Regions from separate parts of the Sus scrofa genome. Here regions 1 and 3 are each linked to region 2. A link is a contact called in public HiChIP or PLAC-seq data. All regions are on one chromosome and are shown on one strand. Each heading gives the region's core, a stretch centred on a gene start, on an enhancer-like site or on the middle of the called end of the contact. The rest is flanking DNA. Distances are from core to core; before and after follow the strand shown.

Region 1 (2,731 bases), core at 203-2,702, 690 kb before region 2:
CACCTTTTTAGAGCTGGGTGTTCTTGGAAATCTGTTTCCAGTTGCTAGAACCACCCTTTCCTGAGGAGACTAACCAAAGGGAGGGAGGAAGGAAAACTTCCTTGAGTTTGGAGCCTGAGCTATGTTTAGGTCCTCGTCCCCCACCCCCCCCCCCCCCGACCCCACATGGTACAGGTTCAAGTTTCTTCTCTCCTTATATGTGAAAAAGCAGGAACTAAATGTATAAGATGACATTGTCTTTTCTGTGTAGAATCCAGAGGGAAGAGTTTAAAAATACAGATGGGGAAAGGGCCCCTCAAGGAGAGGCTGCTGAATTGATCATGTCCCTATTTCGGCCTGTGAATTTGTGAAAAATTCTGGAAGAAGTGAGACAAAATGTCTAAGTTTTGAACTATGACCTCAGTTCTTCAGTCTTATTTACTTTAAAATGAAAACTACAACTTCCGTTTTGCATAGGGCCAGACAAATATGGTTTGAAGAGAGTCAAATAAATTGTGTTTCTAAACATTCCCCAGTATTTTAATTCCATGAGGTATCATTTGGTTTAATCCCTGTGTAGACATATTTGGATTTCTCAGTTTGACCTGTTCTGTGGGCAGACCAAAACTCCCCCTAAGTACCATCTTTGAGCCCCTTTCTTTAGGATACTGGCTTTTCCTTGTATTAAATATTTAATTTTTTCTGCCTACCTCTAGCATTGATTTCAAGAAGCAGACAGAATGTTCCTTGGTCCTGAAACACAATACCCATCCTTGTAAAATCATCACGTTGACTTATCCTTATCCCCACTACACAGAATTCTTACAATTACTCCTCCTTCTGTTATTTCAATTTCTAAGTCAATTGAAACAAAGTACTTCATCAGACCAATGACACATCCCATGGAAAATGATTATTTGCACACACCAACATTTCTTTATACAAGGTCTATGATCCATCAATATTTATTAAAAGGCAAAATGTCATCCTTAATTTTCATACCCCCCTTTGTATGGCACATATTTTATTTAGTTCTTTGCTACTCTTAGTTACTACAATGTGTTTCCACTTATTACATAGCTTTATGATTAGTTTGGAGAGTAAAATTTAGATTCTATATACTGTTACTGTTTTCTAATACTTAGGGAAGCATTCCATTAACGTTCTAATTTTAAAGCCCCTTGCAATAAAATTTCTGTAAAATTCTACTGACACTTGTTGTCCTTAACAGTTTTCTGTAGGGGACAGCTGTTTACCTTCTGTTTGCAAATAAATAAATGACATCCCAAGGGGAAAAGAGTTTGCTCTTCTATAGACAAGGGGTACGTTTTCTAAAGTAACCCTGGAAATTGAGAAATCTGGAGCTACTGAGTCAAGTGCAAACTTCTCAAAAAGCAGAGATCTTTGGACTCCACCGAAGGTCTCATTTCTTCTCAGCCCCCGCCTTCCTCCCTTCCTGCCCCAACTCGCAGCTCAGGGCGCTGGCAGGAAGTGCTGGTAGAGGGCAGGGCGACAGCTGACACGCCCGGCTGAGTGCTCCCTTCCTTCCACCTTCCAGGCTCCGGCGGGACTGACGGTCCCCTGCCAAGAGAGGTGACAGCCGCAGCACCTCTCTCCGCTTCCCTTAGCCGTCGCTGTCGCCGTCGCCAAGAATCCCCGCGGGCCATGTTTTCCAGCCTGTGGAGATGGGGCGCTAGCGGCTCCTACCAGCGGGTCCCCCAAGGCTCCTGGACGCAGGTAAAGCTCGGGGTGGAGCAGGGTGGGAAAAAGCGGGGCGGTTTTCTGGCTGGTCTGAGGGAAAAAGGAAAGTGGGGAGAGCTAACTGTTGAGATCTGGAAACGTGAATTGATGTCTTAGATCTTTGTTTTCCTAGTAAATCAGACACACACACGCTCAGGAGGATGGTGTGAAACTTAAACCTTCACTATCTCAGTGGAGGTGGCTGCCTAAGCAAAGAGGCATTTTTGAAGGGATTAGGTGACTCCCCTGTTACCAGAAACACACATTTGAGAAAAGAATGAATGGATTTGACTTTGACTGAAGGAGTAGAGGTCAGAATGGAAATTTACCATCAGTAGAGCCCATTAAAACCCCAGGAGAGATTCGGGATAAATAAACTGTGTGTCAACTGACAGAGTACAGGGACACTGAGGCCTCCGGAAAATCCAGAAACTGCAGACCTTATCTGTACCTTGATCTGCCACTCCCCTCTCCTCCCACAACACGTGCTTCCTCCACGATAGAAGTCATGTGCTAAGGAAAGGAACCCTGCAGTTGTGTAGCATATCTGGAGTGATTTCCCTAATAAAAACTCAATTTGTTTTATTTCTCACCACTATGCAAGACAGGATCTTAGAAATAGACCTTAGAAATAGCCCTTAGCACATGTGGGTTCTGTAGTTCTAAAAAGAAAAATTTTTAAAAAGGATTTCACATTCAGGGGACAGAACCTTTCAAATCCTGGCTTTTGTTAATAAGTACAAGCGTCAAATAAATATGACAGCCATTCTTCTGATTACATATAAAAATGACACTATATGAGAAAAAGAATGTATGTGTATGTATGACTGGGTCACTTTGTTGTACAGCAGAAATTGACACAATATTCGAAATCAACTATACATTAATAATTTATTGAAAAAAGAAACTATAAATTTCTATCAAGGTAAAACAAATAATATGTAAAGCACTTTTTTAAATCTATAAAATATAAGTATTGAATAAGTCCCCTTTTCACTTTACTGTAGACTTA
Region 2 (2,728 bases), core at 46-2,545:
GCAGGGTTTTTCTTCAGCTGCTTTGTCACTGCGAAGTCTCCAGCGGAGTCCGTCAGCGAATCTACATCATCCCCGGGAAGAATCTGACCCGACCAGACAAGGCAAAAGGCACAGGGCTGCCACTTCTTCAGCAGCTCTCCCTGGTTCAAGCTCCGAATAAGAAATAACAATTACATCACGAGGCTGGGGCGGCAGCGCGGTGGAGCCTCTTGGTTTCCTGCAGCCAGATCTCGCTGAACCCGCCTCTAAATTGAGGGGGATAAGGATTGGTGAAGAGAGAAAGTGGAGGGAGGAGAGAGTCATACGAAACCGTAATTTCCCCTTTCTCCCTGTATTTGCTGTTTTAAAATCTTATCCTCAGCGCTCCCCAGACATCTAACTAGAACTATTAACACCCCCTCAACACCTCCCCAGATGTCAGGTTTCTTTTTGACTACTAGCATCTAGCATTTAGTAACTCGCCATGAAAAACAAAATTACCGGGGGAAATGAGTACCGTTGCTGAAATTGTTTTTGCTTGCTCCGAAACGCTAAAGTGCAGCTTAGCCTCCCTTTAAACTCCGAAATGGCATGCCTGTTTTAAAACACTTATTACACAAAACAAGTGAGTGGATGAGGCATTCCATTCTTCTATGTAGGAAACCTTGTGAATTCCATAGCATTTGAAAATAGAGTTGCTGGTGCACTTAAAAAAAAGAACTATCCAAGTCATAAACAGTATTCTATGCCTGTTATGTAATGGCTGTGCTGTGCATTTAAAATGTCATTTAACCTTTACAAATATGAATGAGAGTTCTGGAATACCTTCACAATCTGAAAAGTGAAAGCAATTTTTCAAATTAATTCTTAAATCCAGCCCGTAGCACAGTGCTGGGTACATGGTAGGTTTATTTTGCTCCATGGTGATACTGCATTTTAGAACAATTCTTTTACATCACTCTGGTGGTTGATTCAACTGTGCAGTCTGTCGCCCTCTTATACAGTTTAGACCTCTTATGATAGTTTGTTATTTGCATATACCACTGTTTGAAATCTGTTCAAGACAACTTGGTAAAGTCTGCTGTTCTATAGCATAACATTAACCCAGGATTGATGCAAAGCCAAGTCTTCCAATTAAGTGATGATCAGCATAATTGGAGCTTGGCTCTTTAAGGAGTCAAACTTGTTTAAAAATAAAAAAAGTCAAACTTGTTTTAACTCTTGTACAAATGTTTTCTATGTATTATAAATATTTCTGTTTTCTAAAACAGTTTGGCTTTTTGTCGAAATTCTGGGTTAATTTTATTTAAAGTGTTTATTATATAGTAGGTTATAGTGGATTTAGCAACTACGTCCAGTTCCTGTTCTTTATCAGGCTTCTTCCAAGGTGTTAAGGCTGCTCCCAGGAGGTATATAAGCCATCAGTCTCTGCCCTGAAAGACTCTGGGATACTGGGACTGAGTGATTATCTCTGCCCGTTGTAGTTTCTCTCCCCCTTCTCTAACTGACAATCTGGTGTCTTTTCTCTCTTTTGCCAGCATGCCTGCCTCCAACATTCTCCTCCTCTTCTGATTGGCAGCTGCTAGTCTGGTGAGGTCTGAGAATCCAGATAGCCTCACTTGTCACAATACAGTCTAAAGTAAAACTGAGTGGGTTCCCTGGAAGGAACTAATGTGCTCACCAAGGAGTAAAGCACATGAACCTTAGTGCATAGATTCTGTGACACATTTGGACCGCTCAACTGTTGCTCTGAAAATATTCTTTTTGCTTCTTAGCAAGAGTTTTAGATGATTGCAGTTGGTAGATAAACAACTTCCTAAGTCAGGTTATATCAAGTTTTGGTCTTGCCCTCCAACACTAGTGTTAAAAAAGTCTGCTGCAATATGTTAGGTGACTTAACAAAGCTGCTCACCTCATTATTAAGCTCTCTTCTCAACCTCACAGAACTCCAATCATTGAAATCCTGAACTCTTTTTGGTAGTGCATTAGTGTTAAGTAAATTGCACACCTTTTGCAGAATTCATTTTTACTTAATCATTCTAATTGTGTTGGGGCTATTTTGTTGTTCTTTGTTTTTTTTTTTTTTTTTTGAAAAAATCAATACCTAAGTTTCCTGGCTAAGAGAGTCATTGCAAGGATACTGGGGCATATATGTAATATAAGAATGCCTATTCAGTAATTTGTGTAGTGAAGACAACTCTCATATAACCAATCGTGATGTGAAAAAGACACCCTTGAGCTTATATACTTAAACACACAAGTAGGTTTACAAACCCTGGGGTTCCTGTGGGCTCAGAGACTTACAGTTCGGGCTCAATATGTTCATCCCCCACAAAGAAGGCATCTGGGAGAGGCGTGCTTATGATGTGCTCCCTGAGTCTGTCCTGCTAGAGCATTGTTCACACCAGTTGGTGACAGGATGTTTAACCATTCTAAGTTCAAGTACTACAGCCCCAGGGGCCATATCCCTCTCGTTCACATTTGGGTACCTCCATCACTTATCCCTGGCACACTGTGTGTGCCAGCGGTAGCCATCCGGTAGATATTGGACAAGATACTGTCATAGCCACAGGACAGAGTCTTTAATTCTACTTGGGGTTCAGGTGTGGGGTAAGGCAATTCAGGGAAAGTTTTACAGAGAACAGAGTGCTTCAGCTGGCCATTCATAGGTAAGAAGAATTTGCCAAGTAGGCAAAGTGGAAAGCGGTTCTCAGAAAAGGAAAAGACTCTTTAAGTAGCAAAGTGTGAA
Region 3 (2,700 bases), core at 26-2,525, 590 kb before region 2:
GTTTTATGTTTTATATATCATTATTGTTAACATTTTCACAGCAAAACCTGTTGTTAAAGGTTAAACCTCTTTATCCCCCTCTTTTTTCCTTTCAAAAGGATGAAATGAATAAGCTGTATTAAAATAATTTTGGAAGTTGCTTAGACATTAAACTGTCACTTCATAACAGAACATAGTTACCTTTTTCTGTATTAAATATGAATTAAGGAAATACTTCTTACAGATATTTAGGGAAGGAGAATAATAAAAGTATGTAACCCTGATGAAAACACAAAGCTCCTTAAAGTCAGGTTTCGTTTATCATTGTATTCCCTGCACCAAGAATGGTCCCTAGCCAACTTCAGATTGTTCAATAAATATTAATTGATGGAAAAAAAAATATGTATGAACCAAAGCCATGAAAATTGTATACATGGGTGATGAAGAAAGAGGCCGCTTTAAATTTACAATTAATCTTTTATTTGGCTTCAGGACACTGTGTTATACACCTGTGTCCATCCATGTTACATACAACCCCAAACGACAATTTGTAGGAGTCAGTTTAACTAATTGTTAGCTCATCCTCATCAACACATAACTCAAAGAAATGAAATCAGGTGCCAATCCCACTTTCCTCTTGCTCCTACATACGCATTTCGAAGCATTTCACCACTTTCTCGTCCCGAGAGGGTAATTTCTTCCAAGATTGGTGGAAAGAACATTGGACAATACATCAAAGAGGCCCGGACCTCTCAAAATCCAGCATCCCAGGAATCCACAGGTCAGGATGCTGCTGCTTGCTCCTCCCCTTCCTCCACAAAGGGGTCTAGGAGACGCACATTCTGGCAGCCTCTCAAAAGCCCCTATTCAACCAAAGATTCAAAGATCGACATTCTCTAGAAAAGAATTCTTCCCAATGCCCGAGGTCCCTGGAATGTACGCAGAGGATGGCCGCCAGCCCTACCTGGGCCTACTGCGGCCCAGGCCTTCCTAGAAGAGACCCCCAACCCGACGTCGCAAACAGCCCCAAACCGCCTCTAAGTCATCTTTCTGGCGCCCTTCCAGCTGCGCCAGCGGGATCCAGCACATACGACAACCGCCTCCTCCAGCCCGGCCTCCCCAAACCGCTCCGGTGCCCGAAACAACCTCAGAGACCCCGGTCACTGACCTAAGATCGTCATCTCTCCAGCCATCACAGTCCCGCCGAAGAGGCTTGGGATGACTGTACCAGATATGAGGCACCGCCCCCACACCGCCCCGGCAGCCCCGCGCTTCCCTGGGAAATGTAGTCCAATTGCTGCGATGCGGCCGGAGAAACTACACCGCCGGCTGGAGAAAGGACTTCATTTACCATGAGGACGCGGAGCTAAGGGCCCCCATTCAACCGCTGCCAGTGACGCCTGAGCCGCCCTCCCACGCACGGACGACCGAGCCAATTAGGCTGAGCTGGAGGAGAGCAGAGCGGAGGGACTGGGTTTACCCAGCAAACCTGAAGGGCCTCGAGCCAAATTGAGGTAAAAACTCTCCTTTAGCACCGCCCCACAGCTTTGCATTCTGGGAAGGGTAGTTTTGGCCTCTCTGCGCTCGCCTGTGGGAGAGTGAGGACCGTTAGGTTACTGCGTTTTGGTGATGTCGCTAAGCAGGCCCAGGGTCCAGCCTTTGTTATGTTGTAGATACTAGCTTTTGAAGCATGCTGTTTTGCCTTGAATCTTAGATTCCAGATGCGGGTGCGTAAACGTACCCCCCCCCCCGCTCCGCCCCGCGCCCCCAGCATCCCTAGAAGAGGCCCTGCCGCAGTGCGGGCAGGCGAAGGGGGAAGCAGGGGCGGGCGTCCCTGTAACTCCCTAAAGATCATCGGTCCTCTGCTTTTGTTTTGAGAAAAATGAATTCAGGAAGTCTTCAGTCAGATTTATCCAAAGGTGGTGGGGGACACACACATTTTCTCTATTGCTAACACTGAGGTGGCCTAAGAAAACAAAAATCTAAACAAAATACCCTAGCTTTCTCTTAAGTCATAAGTGATAGGAATGGTTTCATTCATACACAGATCCCATAACATGCTGTGGACATTCAGGACACTTGGGAAGCGTTTTTCTGGTTATAGTCTCTTTAACAGACGCGATTTTTCTCGCTTCGTGGTCACTGGTAGTACTTAATTGGCGCCTTCTGAGAGTATTTTGTCCATTACTGCAGTTGAAGTTCGTTAAAACTATGACCCGGAGACTTGAAATCTATTTCCTCACCTTAATTATAAGTCAAACAATCCCGTTGACAAGAGGTCAGCCTGCTAGGGGAATAATCTGCCACTGGATTTCTAGAAGATTTAAAAATATGTATGAAAATATTGATAGTTGCTGAAACTGAATTATGTTTCATGGGGATTCATTATAATGTTGTCTCCACTTTTGTGTATTTTTAAAAAGTATTTCATAATGCAAAGAATAAAAAGTGTATATATATTTATTGTGAATACTATTCTCTCTCATTTCCTTAGGAAGAATGCATAATTCAAACACTTAATTCATGAAAATCATTTATTGAGCACAGTGTTAGCCGCTAGTAACAACCAGGAGAGAAAGAAGGTAAACACATAAATGTAATTTATTATGATGTATAACACAATTGCAATATGGACATAGGGCAGAAACAGAATTGAATAAAGGCTGTATAATTTTATCTTCAAGAGGAGGCTTAGTGCAAGAGGATATGTCTAAGCCTACT

Evidence for each region. HiChIP or PLAC-seq counts read pairs in DNA pulled down with a chosen protein or histone mark.
Region 1: a contact with region 2 is called in an H3K27ac HiChIP or PLAC-seq map of alveolar macrophages. The contact joins the promoter of LOC100152428 here to the promoter of NRIP1 in region 2. A contact is called at or near these places in 2 of 47 Hi-C or Micro-C datasets (embryonic fibroblasts and heart right ventricle) and 2 of 2 datasets of contacts at active chromatin or transcription factors (alveolar macrophages and skeletal muscle).
Region 3: an H3K27ac HiChIP or PLAC-seq map of alveolar macrophages shows a contact between it and region 2. The contact joins the promoter of HSPA13 here to the promoter of NRIP1 in region 2. A contact is called at or near these places in 2 of 5 promoter capture datasets (fetal liver and liver), 3 of 47 Hi-C or Micro-C datasets (embryonic fibroblasts, heart right ventricle and liver) and 2 of 2 datasets of contacts at active chromatin or transcription factors (alveolar macrophages and skeletal muscle).

The regions. Positions count from the first base shown.
Region 1 is chr13:179,223,908-179,226,638 of Sscrofa11.1, forward strand. LOC100152428 (multidrug resistance-associated protein 1) reads left to right here and starts at 1,453. Exons shown (of 28, transcript XM_005670294.3): 1 at 1,453-1,716. The coding sequence starts at 1,645.
Region 2 is chr13:179,914,931-179,917,658 of Sscrofa11.1, forward strand. NRIP1 (nuclear receptor-interacting protein 1) reads right to left here and starts at 1,296. Exons shown (of 3, transcript XM_021070819.1): 1 at 1-1,296.
Region 3 is chr13:179,320,022-179,322,721 of Sscrofa11.1, forward strand. HSPA13 (heat shock 70 kDa protein 13) reads right to left here and starts at 1,276. Exons shown (of 5, transcript XM_001924920.6): 1 at 1,148-1,276. The coding sequence starts at 1,172. LOC102161811 (a long non-coding RNA gene) reads left to right here and starts at 1,363. Exons shown (of 7, transcript XR_002338005.1): 1 at 1,363-1,493.